Linked DNA regions of Pungitius pungitius: region 2 is linked to region 1. A link is a contact called in public Hi-C data. All regions are on one chromosome and are shown on one strand. Each heading gives the region's core, a stretch centred on a gene start, on an enhancer-like site or on the middle of the called end of the contact. The rest is flanking DNA. Distances are from core to core; before and after follow the strand shown.

The links. A called contact is a pair of places that touch in the nucleus more often than the background predicts.
Region 2: a contact with region 1 is called in a Hi-C map of muscle, with 7 times the contacts expected there. The contact joins the promoter of glipr2l here to the promoter of si:dkey-12j5.1 in region 1. A contact is called at or near these places in 2 of 2 Hi-C or Micro-C datasets (both in muscle).

The regions. Positions count from the first base shown.
Region 1 is chr11:12,130,675-12,137,920 of fPunPun2.1, forward strand. si:dkey-12j5.1 reads left to right here and starts at 5,901. Exons shown (of 11, transcript XM_062565404.1): 1 at 5,901-6,103; 2 at 6,275-6,387; 3 at 6,475-6,620; 4 at 6,724-6,877. The coding sequence starts at 6,040. mindy3 (MINDY lysine 48 deubiquitinase 3) reads right to left here and starts at 5,608. Exons shown (of 17, transcript XM_037453928.2): 1 at 5,477-5,608; 2 at 4,672-5,006; 3 at 4,474-4,493; 4 at 4,174-4,253; 5 at 4,032-4,092; 6 at 3,743-3,949; 7 at 3,569-3,620; 8 at 2,722-2,836; 9 at 2,381-2,454; 10 at 2,172-2,251; 11 at 1,926-1,996; 12 at 1,145-1,225. The coding sequence starts at 4,682.
Region 2 is chr11:12,260,482-12,267,481 of fPunPun2.1, forward strand. It overlaps glipr2l (GLI pathogenesis-related 2, like), which reads left to right and starts at 5,477. Exons shown (of 5, transcript XM_037453164.2): 1 at 5,477-5,933; 2 at 6,626-6,734. The coding sequence starts at 5,921.

The sequences.
Region 1 (7,246 bases), core at 4,651-7,150:
CTCGCAGGCTAGAGTTTAATGCATGTAACTGAGCTTTTAATCAATAGTGTATTAAGGGTGTGGCGTTATGATGCAGATGATTGCAGTGGATTTTTCTGCCTCTCTGGTGCCATTTGTGCGACAGCAGGGAGAATCAATTTGCTGCAAGCAATCCTTGCAGCGCACCTCACAGGCTACAGCCATGTGAACATGCTAGATGGTCAGCGATAGAGATGAACATGCTTGTCTGAGTGCACACTGGGCAACTGCGGCTTGGTGCATACTTGAGTTGGTGCTGTGTAGGAGAAGAGCTCCTCCTTTCAGAGTGCAGAGACACACTGATTTTTTCCTGCATTTTGATGGACATAAACCTGTTTTTTGTTTCTTGCATCAGTCTTTCACAAAAAGATACAAGATTGAGTTATGCAGCACAAATTCTCACGAATGTCAAACAGAAGCATCCAGAATGCAAATACTTGAATGGAGCAGTCATTTAGACTGCGGCCCTTATTAACTTGATCTCAGACCGTTTTAAAGCCAACCTCAAAATGTAGTATATTTTCTTTTAACAACTCCTTTTTGACATTGATCTCATTTTCAACAGTAAATCTGCAGCGAGTCTCTTCATTTGATGCTATTATTATTGTTTCTCAATAATAAGAGAATACGCTAGAGGGCTGCTTGTTAATAATTTCCTGAGTGCTGTTTTCATGAACAAGTGTGTGATGTGTGATCCTTATGGTTGAAATTAACCTGACAGTGTATCCTGGAAATGGACGCTCCCGCTGGAGCTAAAATTCAGCGGTTTACATTATTGTCAAATGTAATGACCACATTGTTTAGTTGATCACAGATGGTTGAGAAACTTAAATTGTGTATTTTCCTGTAAATTAGTTTCTTGTATGCACTTGGCTCCAATGCTGGATAGCTGAAAAAACGCAAGATCAGCACAGGCCATATATGACTATCTCCTGCACTCATTTCCCCTCCCCTCCTATTCTTCCTCTATTTATTCTCCACATTGATATCTGATCTGCACTATATTAAATTGATCAAGCACATTGCATTTTTGGGTTTTCCAGGCTGCTGAGGGGACTGGCTCACCACACGTACGGTGTCTTTTTAAGTGAAATATGTTTATTATGTATGAGTGCATTGAACTTGCCTTGGAAAAAAACACAGAGAGGTGAGTTTCACTGCCAAGGATCCAAATTGGGAACTTTGGAGACTTGAGGAATGTTCCGACCTGAAACAAACACAATGAAGGAATGTGTAATGAGTGTCTATATTCTGTCATTTTTATCAGGAATCAATCATTGTTAAACGGATTGACACAAGTCTTTTCATCAAGTACAAAGATGCCATGGCTCAGTGTACGAGCAGCATAATAACTCTCCGGTCAAAATGGATATCATCAATGTTAACATGATTTCAATGAACTACACACCAAATGCTTGAGCAGCACACATACTAGAATACCTTTCCTTATTTGATAAGAGTTGGTCTCTTAAATCCCTCTTTTATTTTTATTTATTATTTTTAGCTTACTTATTTTGGCAATGATAAATGAATTCCAATTTCTCAAAATAATTCCTGTTTGCAAGATGAATATGTCACATCACATGTAACTATAAAGACTTTATTTTAATTAGTGCATGTGTGCCAGAAAATAAAATAGTGAGAAGGAGTAGGAGGATTTACAGTATTTTGGGTCTCCAAACACAGCACAATTTTCACACAGTAGCGTTCCCTGTTTAATTTCCCACATCTTGGAGTCACAAATAACAGTAAGCATTTATTTGTTTTTTTCCGAGCAATCTCCCTGTTTATAGTGCGGAAGTCTCTATTAATGGGTCAATTAGGTTAATAAGTCTTCTTAAAAAAAAAAGAACAATCTTTCATGGCCAAACAACTTTCTCATACTTCTGCATGTTATGCGTCTGTACCTTGCAGTAGCGGAGAGATTCCATAAGTGTGAGGAAACCAACTGATGCTTGTTCATGAATACCATGCAGTTCTAGGATGACAAAGAAAAAAAATAATTTGTTAAATTACATCAAATTGACATGTATTTGTGCATTGAGTATGTGTAATTTGTTTCCTTGCGGTGGATAAGTTCAAATCTGTTACTACAAAACTAAGTTCTATGATATATTGTTTGTGTGGTTGCAGTGACTTTGTGGAAGTCTTACTCATGCCAGAGCACTCCCTGTCTCCATCCCAGACATTAGAGACAGCATGGCCCGTTACAAGGAGGTTCACCAGACTCTGACTGAAAAGATAGACAGGACATATCCAGAGTTCATCCAACACAACATAACCACAAAAACAAAAATAACTTGCAATGACTTTTTTGTGCAATTCTAGCAGATGGGGAACAAGGTGTAGAAAGGTGTAATACCTGCCATGGCCATGCACAGGGTCAATGAGAGGCTCCATTGTGTCTTGGATCTCATTTTTTATATTCTCTATGCCCTGCACAGAAGAGATGTCTGCATCATTCTTTGTGTATTTGAACATTGATGCTACACAAAAGAAATGGAGAAATAAAAACAAACTAAAAAGGCAACTAATAAATGTCAAAATCATATTGCCCACAGCAATTTCTCCAAAAACGTCTTATTTGGTTTTCAATCAAATTACTGAATAAACACGCTATCAGTGATAACCAATATCAGTATTTCCAGAAATATTCTACTATTCAGTATCTATATTCATCTCTCTATATAGCTTTTTCTTTACCTTGGTGAGGATAACTGAATAGAGGAATAGCAGGACTCCACAGCACCCCCTCCAGGTGTGGTAGAGCGACAACACCTCCTCTCTGAGACTTGACACTGACATTACACTCCGCTTGCTGCAGGATGGGAACAAATGTCAGGTTAATAGATGGAACACCCAAAATATGAAAGATCAGTTGGGTCAATGACACTGATGTATTAAATTGTATTTGTCATGTCCTCTTGGTAAAAAATAACTTTAACAATTGGGAAGAAATCGATTAAATGCATCAGAGGACAAAGAAATATTGAATGTCTATTTGGAGCAACTCCTCCCTTTTGCGCCAGCCTGGAAAGCTTGCAAGTGGAGTTGTCAGTCTTGCACATTACTGTGTCAGCATCACTTTTTGCTGACACTGGTCTTGGCTGCTAATATGCTGTGTGATGAAATATCAGTATTTATTCTGGCCAAAGCAGCCTTAAATACACTTAACCTGTGTGTATGTGACTGATAACAGGGTGCTATAAGGGTTGGGAGAAGATTTAATTTATAGTTAAAAAATATATACAATCACTGAAGGTGCAGAGTCACTAAATTGTGAGAGTGAAATAACCAATTTAATGTGAAAGCCAGTTCTGGGAGACTAGATTAAATCAAAATACATCCCATTCCCTTGGCTGACACTAATCAGAGAAATATGAAGTCATCTGTCCCACTACTGCATAACGGAAATGGTAAAACAAGGATTTGTGGGGTGTTCATCCCCCAAAGAAACCATAAGTATTACCTCATGGCAAGATTACCAACTTGGATGGAGACAGATAAAAGTATAAATATATAGTACAAGGTGTTATCTGCAGTAACTTACTGGAGGGCACTGTGGAATTGCTCAAAACCAAGGTCTTCAGCAGCCAAGGCAGCTAGACACATTAAAAACACACATACACGGTAACATAAGAGCACGGCACGAAATACAACTACAAACTGACAAATGGTTCAGCAAGAACATATTTGTACACCGTCAACATCTTGCTGGACTCACTGGGTTGCTGTTCTGGTGGGGGCTGGCTGCTCTCTGGCACTTGTATGTCCTGCGGTTGAGACTGTGTCTGTGTGTTATTGTGTGTGCTAGTTTGTGGGCCTTGTCCCTTGGCCCAGGTCACCAGGCAGAGCCCTGTGGAAGGGCTGGAGCAGGCCAACTCCAGGATTTCACTCAGCGTGGAACACAGTGCGTTTTTTTGCTCCTCCTCTAACAGATAGACAAAAAAGATGCATAACATAACAAACCATACAACTGTATCAAACAAGAGCACACCCTGTGCACAATCTACCTGTCATCTGTTTCCAGTTGGAACTGTCTCTGTTGAAGAGAATGTTCTTTAGGATGAAAGCCTGTAAACAAACAACATGGAAAATATTCAATGGGAAATTGATATTAGACCCTGATGATACTGAAAAGTTGTTAGACCATACCTGTACCGGTGCAAGGACCGCGCACGGCCCGCCTTCAAACTGCTCCAGTGCTGTATGTTCATTCTCACAAAAAACAAATCCTGTAATAAAGACACAGTTGAGACAACCTTAAAAAACCTTTACAATAAATAACAAATAAGGGTCGTGCTTTTAGACACTATACCGTGCAAACATTAAAAAGCCACAGGTGCATGCATGCTTGGATTGAAGACCACTGGATAAACTCTGGCAAAGGAATGATCCGGGCAATATTCATACAAAGCCACAACGACTAGAAGAGGATTTTTCTACTTATCTGACCTTCAATTGGAGAGGAAGACCTATCGGAAGGATACCTACCTTAGAATCCAAATATGGGTACACTTTGCTCTTAACTTTACGTGGGTGATCAACCCTGGTTTGGAGTGTATATCCAGTTTTGCAACAAAACTTCATATTTTATTATATATATATATATATATAAAATTCATAATATTTTTCAGAAACAAAGCCTCATACCTTGGGCCCATCTACGGAAGATGGAGGCAGACACTCCTCCACTTGAAGGTCTCCCCCAAACCAAATCCACCACCTCCTTACTTAAATCGGACATGACAATCTTTACAGTTGGTGAGTCCACAGGCTCTCCCTATTCAGTCCAAAAGCAATAGGGGAAGAAGCAAAGTCTGTTAAGGCCAACTTGGTAGCTTTTTCTGAGGTTGATAGTCCCCTTCTCTCGGTAGGTCGAGCCCGTGGCATCGGCCACCAGCTGCCTGTGCTGGTCGACACAGTCGGACTTTAGTGGCTGGCAGCAAACTGGCAGGTGGGAATGACATCAACGTAGCGACGCAAGGCTGCGAAACAGGACAAAAGCACATTCCAATGTCACTTTCGGGAGGGCTTACACCAGTTTAGACAAAGAGAACTTTATTGCATAGGGCGACATTGTACACGATAAGTCAAGTCTAAACATTATATGTTATAGGTGTACCTTTAACGCTAGCTCGCGCTTATTATCAAAAACCGACAGCTGTGTTAACGTCCAATGGGAGGTTACCGAGAGCAGAATAACGGTAAAGTTTATTTTCCACGGCGACGTCGTAACCTCGTTTAACTACAGTGAAATAACGGCATTACGGATTTTTGCACAGAGCTAAATTGACTTGATAATGTGAGCAGTTAGCATTAGCATTACTACTAGCAGCTAATCTAACATTGCTTTGTCATTCAGTTAACGTTACTTATCACGCTATAGCTATGCTGATAGCTGCTGTATGACTCTATACGATTTGCCATCAGATAGATGACGTTAAAGCTTATTTACCTTGATACACATTCGAGTAACGTCTATCCGTATCGACGATATATTATGGGAGCAATTTTACTATCAGCAGTGCCTCTGTCATTCGTTTATTTACAACAGCATTGTTAAAAAAATGTGCGTAGATTTCGACGTGCCTGCCCATTGGCTGAAATACAGAAAGTTCTAGATGCGTCAAGGGGTTCAGCTTCAAGGAGCATCCTCATTGGTCCACAGGATTGTCAATCATATTATGCTGCCGCCCACAAACAGGGAGCCGTTTCAGTTAATTTAAAGGCCGCCTTAAGTTATAAGCCCCTTTGTGGAAGTTTCATTTAATGTCGATAGCTAGTCCTACCTCCGTATTAAATAATAAGTTGAAATGTTATGTCCAAGAAAATGCCAGACCTTTTCAAACCGCTCGTAGTGTCCACTACCTCTCGCCGTAGCAGTCACGCAGGGCCCGTTTGGAGCATGCGCACTTCCTTCCTCCAGCAGAGTAATACGCGTGTGTAACAATCACACTTCGGAAAAAGTCTGTTCCAAAAACACACCATTGTAAAGATACAAATTGTGTTTTCACCACCATGGGAGGACAAGCAAAGGGAAAAAAGAAAAACAAGCCGAAGAAGAAAGACAACCGCCCAAACAGTAATTTTCTTCATTGGTACACCATATTGCTAGTATGTTAACGTTAAGTAACGCGTCAGTTAGCAGTAATGCTAGAAGTAAATCAATCTGTTATGCTTAATCTAAACTCCTAACGAAACTGAATGAGACAAAACAACCCATGCCTCCACTTTTGTGTTCATTGGTTCACAGCAGACGCAGGATTTGTTGGATTGTCACCCCAAGAAAGGATGAAACTAAGGGTACATGAAAAAGCCAAGAAGAAGACAGCTGAGAAGTACTCAGTGCAACAACTACTCGAAAAGGTGACATTGACAAGACATCCACATAAAATACACGCATTTAAAAATCTATTAGATGTTTGTTATTTCACGTGGTCCTCTGCTGTACAGACGGAGGAATACATGGACAGTTTTGACTTTGAGATGGCTGGCCTTTTCTGTCAACGAGCCCTGGATGTGGAGTCAACCAACCTGCAAGCACTAGACATGCAGGGACACATCTGCTCTGAACTGGGAGACACACAGAAAGCCAAAGGAATATCCTTTATGCAGGTTTATTATTTCCTGTTGTGTTCATTTAATTGATACACTAATATACAGTGTTTGAGCGAAGTGAGTCCCCTTGACCAATTGTCTTTAAGCTTTTCTGCGTGCCGTGGAGCTGAGCCCAGATGTTGGCCACAGTAAGTACATGTACCTTGGGCAAAGCCACACAGGCCAGCAGGCAGTGGACTACTACACCAAAGGAATACAAGTCCTGCTGTCTACATTGGAGAAAAAAGCACAGACCCCAGTGAGTGCACCCCATACATACTCACATGTCCTCTATTACTTAGTTGTATTTACTTAACATCAACTACTTAGAAATGCTATTGCACCGAAAGCTTAATGCTAGTGTAATGGTATTTATCTTCACAAGAGGGGGCTGTTTAACAGTATATAGAATATTTATTATCTATTTATCTTTTGCATGCATGCATTTCCCCGTTTCATAACAAACATTTATAACATCTATGAACATCTATAAATTAAGTGCAGAATTACTTATAATTAATTATAATATAGTGTGTGTGTATGTATATATATATATATATATATATAATGTACATAAGTGTACAAAGATTGTAACACAATGTCGTGTTTTGTTTCCAGTTCAATTCAC
Region 2 (7,000 bases), core at 4,227-6,726, 130 kb after region 1:
TGATCCTTTGTTGATCATGTGACAAAGCTTACGTGAGGTATATTAATGTGCATAATGCATCCTTCTTTATGCTACTTACTAACATGTGGCATAGATATCTTTCCCCATATATCCAGCTCTGTCATTGATGCCTGTATTTTATTCTTGTATGCGTGTGTGTGTGCGTTTGTGCTTGAAAGTGTGTGTGTGTGTGTGCTAAAGAGTGTTTGACAGTCCGCTGATAGGCCATCCAGACAGACTATCCTCCCGTATCACCTCGCCAGTGCCTTGGAGTTGTAGGGTATTTTATACTTTTTTAATTTTATACTTTTGTTTTATGCTTTTATCTGATGTATTAACATTCTGCAAGCCATTTTAGCATGTTTTGTTTTATAACATTTTAGCATGGTTTGTTTTATTACATTTTTTACCTATAAAAATGTTATACCTATACCTTTTTACCTATAAACCCAAACTACATGCACCTGGAGGGACTAATCAATTACAGAGCCCTGGCCAACCACATTTCACAAGGAAAGGACCTCCCCTCTCCAATTAACACAGCTGCTATAAAGGACACCAAGCACGGCATGAGAGGCATGAGAGAGGCCACGGAAAGGAGAAGACGCAGGACAGCAGAAGCCGCAGTGGAGTCGAGCAGTGGAGGACGGCAAGGCAGCGGACGAGCAGGCAGGGTGCAAACGAGAAGAACGAGACGGATTGGGCACCTCACTGGGCAACCGGAAACTAGAAGAAAGGGCCGGACAGATCAGCAGCAGTGGCTGGTTGAATTTTAACCCTTTTTTTTAGCATTTTATTTCAGCTGGACTTTTAATACAATTGTAGTTATTTATCGGTTTTTAGTTAATAAAATCCTCCTTTTAACCACGCTTTTAAGTCTTGTGATCCATGCTGTTCTTCCTCTGATGAACAAGAACCTGTTTTTATGGAGACCTAGACTTCGCAACTAGGTGGCGTTGCTGGTACCTTTTTTATAAATTTATCTTATTTTTTATTAGTTTTTAAGTCCCCCGCCTCACAGGGCTGACACATACACTCCGAGATCCAGAGAAGTGGGAAACTACTGGGAGGGTTAGTGGGGTCACGGAGGCAAGTGCATTCACGCGTGACATGTAGATATCAGTACACACAGGGATGAGGAATCTCAAGGTCACACACACACACGCCCAACTGAACAGAATAACTCTCAATAAATGAACAGAAAAACTCTCAATAACCAGTTGCTCAACAGTATCGCCGTCGGAGGGACGAGCCAGTGTGGGTGGAGAATACTCAGTGCTCCAACCAGGCCGCGTACAGCTAGAAAACGCTCCGCCTGCAGCTTTTGCTTCAACCAATGGGGCTCCATACGAGCTAACCATGAAAAAGCCCTGCGCACTCTGTCTAAGCGCCTTTTTCTGAATATTCTTACCCTAGGTTGGACATTCATTCTTAGGACCGTGCACGTTTAACTGCCGGGATTCATTGCTCTTGTTAAGCTTGAAATAAAGCGACCCATTCTTTTAAACTTAATCCGTTCTCCGAGTCACATCTAAAAGTCCTAGAATTGACAGCACAGCAGAGTCCTCTCCAGTGTGGAAAGCAACAACCCCCCCCCCCCCCCACACACACACACACACACACACACACACAACCACATATTCATAAGCACATGCATGATCACAATTATTTTCTGACCAATTTGTTTTACGTTCACCCAAAGCTTACAATTCCTAAAGGGAGGTCAGAAAATATGACTTTATAACACAAACAGTACAGGAAAAATGTGCCAAAAGGGCACCATCCAGAAATACATGTTTGCTTCCCCTTTCTAACGTAGGAGTCCCAGATGCTGGGAAAAGCTCCTTCGGAGGCTCATGGAATAATGCTTAAGGGCAGTTAGTTATTTTCAGACAAAATAATTACCATCCTTAATGTCGAGAATACTCTCTGGCCTTGCTCTCACTGGCAAATGTTTTGTAAGAGAACTACCGCAATATACTTAAAGAGCTTATTAGTTACACTACTTTGACATAGCTATTTAAATTTGACTAATATACATGAAACGAAGTGAAAAAAAAGGAAGTAGGGCTAGAGAAGCAGAGATCAAAATGTCAGTTTGGATTACTAAGCCTACAGTGCTTCCATTTTCCTAGAAGTATCCTTAAATTTGAATGTGATAAAAAACTGTGATTAATATATGTTAATATGTTATATGATGATGTTATGTTATTTCTAAGCAAACACTGAACCTAAATAAAGATGCCTTCATTGTTTATTTTATACTCAAAATGTAAATAGACCAATCTGTGTTGATTTTGTTAACCAAATTGCTGTCTTTTCCATAGCTCTCTTTAAGACATTATACCCACAATTCATTCATTTTATAACAATTTAAAGGAAGCTATGGAATCCTAAAATGAAATAATGAGACAACTTAAAAACGGTTAGATGATTAAACATATATATATTTAAAAACTGATGGATGGAAAGCTACAGTATGTAAAGACACAAACAGCTGCTAAAACATAACATGTCAATCACTATCACGGTCAAACAATATTTGTACCGGTCGTGCAGTCGTTCCGCATCATCATCAATCCCTCACTTTTGTTTTTCAGTTTACATACTTTATGTGAACATGCATCAATGCATGGCTGCATGAGTGTGACTGAGTCTGTATTAGAATACGGATGTGAGCATAATTTAATTACGGACCAGATAGAGCGGGTTATTGAGGTTAATACCCTGCATGCACTCTGCTCCTCTCTGGACACAGTAATTGCTTTAAGCACATTACAAACTTTATTGACTGCGTTGGCCTTTTAAGACCTTACATTTCTGCTGCTCAGTGTCAGACAGGAGTCGTCCGGCTCTGTTTACTGTCTCTTTCTCCATCTATCTCTGTGTTTCTTCCTGTTGCCCTAAGCTCACCCTGTTCCTCTCTGCATGTGACTCCTTCCCCTGTATCTGCTTAATTGAAGGCTCTGCAAATATGATGAGATTTGTATAGAGCCTCATCCATAGAGGAGTCTTGACAAGGTTTGATTGGCAGGTGATTAACTCCTCTTAACCCGCAGAATCATTTGTCCTCGGTGGAACAGTTACACTAATGACACCATAAAAGGCTTCTTGATTTGTGAAATTCTGTAGCAGATCTCTGGAGAGAGAGCTTCCAACAGCGCCTTCGAAAAAGTGCAGGCCTCGCACTTATCTTCCTCTCGGTTGAGATCAATCCACTCAACACCCCCTTAGTAGATCTTTCCATTTTCACTAAACTAGAACCTCTTAATGAGGATGAGGGTGAATGGAAGGAGTTATTAAAAAGTCCTCACCTTCCTCCTGGGACCGCTAAAGAGGAATTATATGCAACAAAGTGCACTTACAGCCCCAGTTGGAGTTATTTCACATTTCTGTTGTTATAAATCAACATTCAGTTCAGTCATGACAGGAGTGGAAAATGATTTCTGGTCCAGACAAAATGGGGTGCTCCTTTGTCTGTATAAGGCATGTGCTGGAAGATTTTCATTCGGGGCTTCAGGTAAAGCAAGAAATGAAAATTTCAGATTGGAGGAAAGGTAGGGAGGAGTTGAGAGACAAGTGAATTGATGGAGAGGGGAGGAGAACCTGAGGAACGATGCTTACAGGGAGGGTAGCCAAGCAATAAGTACGGCAGATATAGCCAATGTTCAGAGATAAATTATGTAATATCTGCATGGATCGATGTCTGCGCTGTCCCTCTAAAAGGGGTTCTCCCTATAAATCACATCACTATCCCTTCTACTGCATGTGCATGTGCGCACACTCAAATAGACACATTCACAGCGCAAATACACGCGACACTCCACAGCTATCTCAATTAGCATGAATTAAGATGTATGGTTGTGAAGTCTCAGTGGCGTAAATGTCTTCTTCCAGCTGTCCTGTCCCATCACTATGCAGATGGTAGGAGGAACCAAGGAGGAAATCAATTTGTTAAGATAGCACTATCCAGCTAATGAGAAATCAAGTGGATTGACTTTTCACATGAATCCCATCATGTCTGCTCATATTATGAAACTAAGATGTCATTACTTGCATTTATGGGACTAATAGTGCAAGTACATCCTTGTTCTGTGTCTTTGCTAACAGTACCACCTAGTGGCTTTTTCAATAAATACATTTAAAAAGATCACGGACAAAGTGAAACATCTTACAATGCAAAACAGTAGTCCTGCTTAAAAAAAGAAAAAAACTAATTAAACTATTGTTTACTTTGTTGAAATAAAGTGGATCACAACTTAATGACTGGCCTTTAAGGAAAGATGTCTCACCCACATTTGACAATATTGATTAGGCAAGAATCTATGTTCCACCTTTTATGTTGGATTACCACAATGTGAGGTAATATTTATCTGCAGCTCACACACAAAAACACATGCATAGAGATTTCATGACTTTCAGGGCCATTACAGTAAAGATAAGGATGTTAGGAATGGGACTGGTATATTATCGTAAACCGTAAAGTATAGAGATTTTGAACAAATGATGGCATAGAGGAAAAGTCGAGGGATCATTAAAGTAAGTATTCATCCTCCGGTGATCACTGCTGTCTATGCAAATGTATTAACCGTGCTGGTTTGTGTGATGAATTGACCTTTATTTAATCAAGCCTGACAAAGTCTTGATAGACTCACATTTACACCTGGGAGATTAACAATCAAGCGCCACATTTCTAAGAACCACTGAGAATAATTTTGGTTCCGACACAATGTTGCACTATTGATTTTAGAAGGTGAAATTTCAGTCAAATCTTTTCAAAAGCTGGGTAATATGATGTGTACAGTAAAACATTACATGCCATTTAACTGACACCTTTATTCAAAGTGTCTTACACTGCATTGCAATCCATGGATTTAACATTTTGCCGGAGCAATTCGGGGTTGGGCATCTTGCTCAGCGACACTTCAACATGTCACATGGAGCAGCCAGGATTCAAACCACCAACCTCGCAGTCCCCAGCAGACCACACTACTCCATGCGCCACCGCCACTTGTTTGCACACCATCCTTGATGTTGTTAGACCAGGCGACTTCTTTTTCATTCATTAAATTAAAGATATCTCAATTCAGAAAAACCCTTAAGGCACAGAGGGATCCGATCATAGAACCTATTCTGCAACATGATGAATGGGGATTCCCTCTCCTCCCGCGTCAACTACAGAAGGCAAATTGTTTAAGCATTGCTTTTTCATCTATGGTGGAGGTTACTTCTTTTACCATTGGGTGTGTTAGGGATAACTTATTGACTCATTGAAACAGAAGGAAGGTGGTGGAAAGTGTTCTTTTAAGACTGGGTCACCTTGATATCATCATTAGTTAATGCACGGCTCAAATCTTCAGCATGACAGCTTGGTTTGAAGAAAGCCCCTTTTGCTGGAAAGTTACATTCTCTACTACGTCAGAGCCATATATGGGCATGTGTCTCACAGTGATGATGTCATCAATGTCTACTGGGCCTCTCCTTTCATTCGTGGGTATAATGTGAAGACATGAGGTGGGTGTGTGTTGCTCTGAGCCATAAGCACAGAGCATGCAGATAGAAGTGTTTGTGTGTCTGTGAGTTCGAGAGAGACAGGCAGGTTACGCTCCGTGAAGTGAAACCAATCTCTAGGAGGAAGCATCTTAAGTAATGACTTTCCACACCCAGAAAAATAGCTGATGAGGAACTTTAACACAACGTCTGTAAGTGGAATGAGACCGCCATCCACGGAAGGCCCTGAAGTAAAGGTATTGGCAGCTGTTTCAAAGTATCTGCATTAGAATAGACGTCAAAATAGGAAGAGCGAAGAGCAAGCACAGGAGAAAGAGGCAGTGGGGAGGAGAGCAGCAGCCGAAGGCAAGTCTTTCGTTCAGGGTTAAGCCTGTTAGTTATCTTACTGAAGGCTTCCTGCGTCAGCACCATGGGAAAATCAGGTAAGTGAAAACTGCACCCTGAGGATATTAACTGGGATTGTATCAGTTTGGCCTGAGTAAGAATGTTACCCCCCCCCTCCCCCTTCTCCACCGTGTGTGTGTGTGTGTGTGTGTGTGTGTGTGTGTGTGTGTGTGTGTGTGTGTGTGTGTGTGTGTGTGTGCGTGTGCGTGTGTGTGGGCTTGCTTGTTTACTGCCTGCGTTTGTGAGCTGCCGTCTTTGAAAAGTAGGAGAGACCAAATACTGCACCGCAAAAGAAATGACTAACTTTTTCATCTTGATGGTACTTGCCCTAAGATGTGAAAAAGGCTTTTAGTGATCCTTAGTTTACATCCGTCTTGCTCAGCATGCTGAGTGGAGGCCGGCTGCTAGGCAGCAGTAGTATTTGCAGTGTGTGTGCGTGCACGCACGTGCGTGTGTGTGTGTGTGTGTGTGTGTGTGTGTGTCTATTTCAATGGGCCTATTGTTTTGAGCACTCGAGTGATTGTCTGACTGAAAAGGCCAGTGAGTGATTGGCACCAGGCAGCGTGGGGTGATGTGGATGACGTTTTCGGATTCATCATCTGTCCTGGAGCTCAGGTGTTGAACTCACAGTTGAGTTTGAGTCTGTTTTTATATACAGCCTTGTCTCCTATGTCGTGTTGCTCTTTCTTGCTGCCTAACCCTCACGGCCTCTCTCCTCCCTGTTGGTCAGCCTCGAAGCAGTTTTCCGAGGAGGTGCTGCAATGCCATAATGAGTTCAGGAGGAAACACCAGGCTCCTCCAATGAAGCTGAGCAGCAAGTTAAGCAGAGAAGCTACCCGGTGGGTTGATTCACACACAAATTAAATAAGAAAAGCTTGTTAGGATAGACATTAACCAGTCATTGTCACGCTGCTGTGGATAACCATGGCAAATCCAGCCTGAGAATTAAAGAATTAAAGAACAGGACCCTGGTTGGTTTTCAAGCTATATTGAAAATATGATGTTTTGAGTTAATGGTAATTGATCAATGCAGTCAGGAATAACCGCTGACTTGGATATTAATCTTCATGTGTGTCCTGAAGTTAAAGATTCTCATGGGACTTGC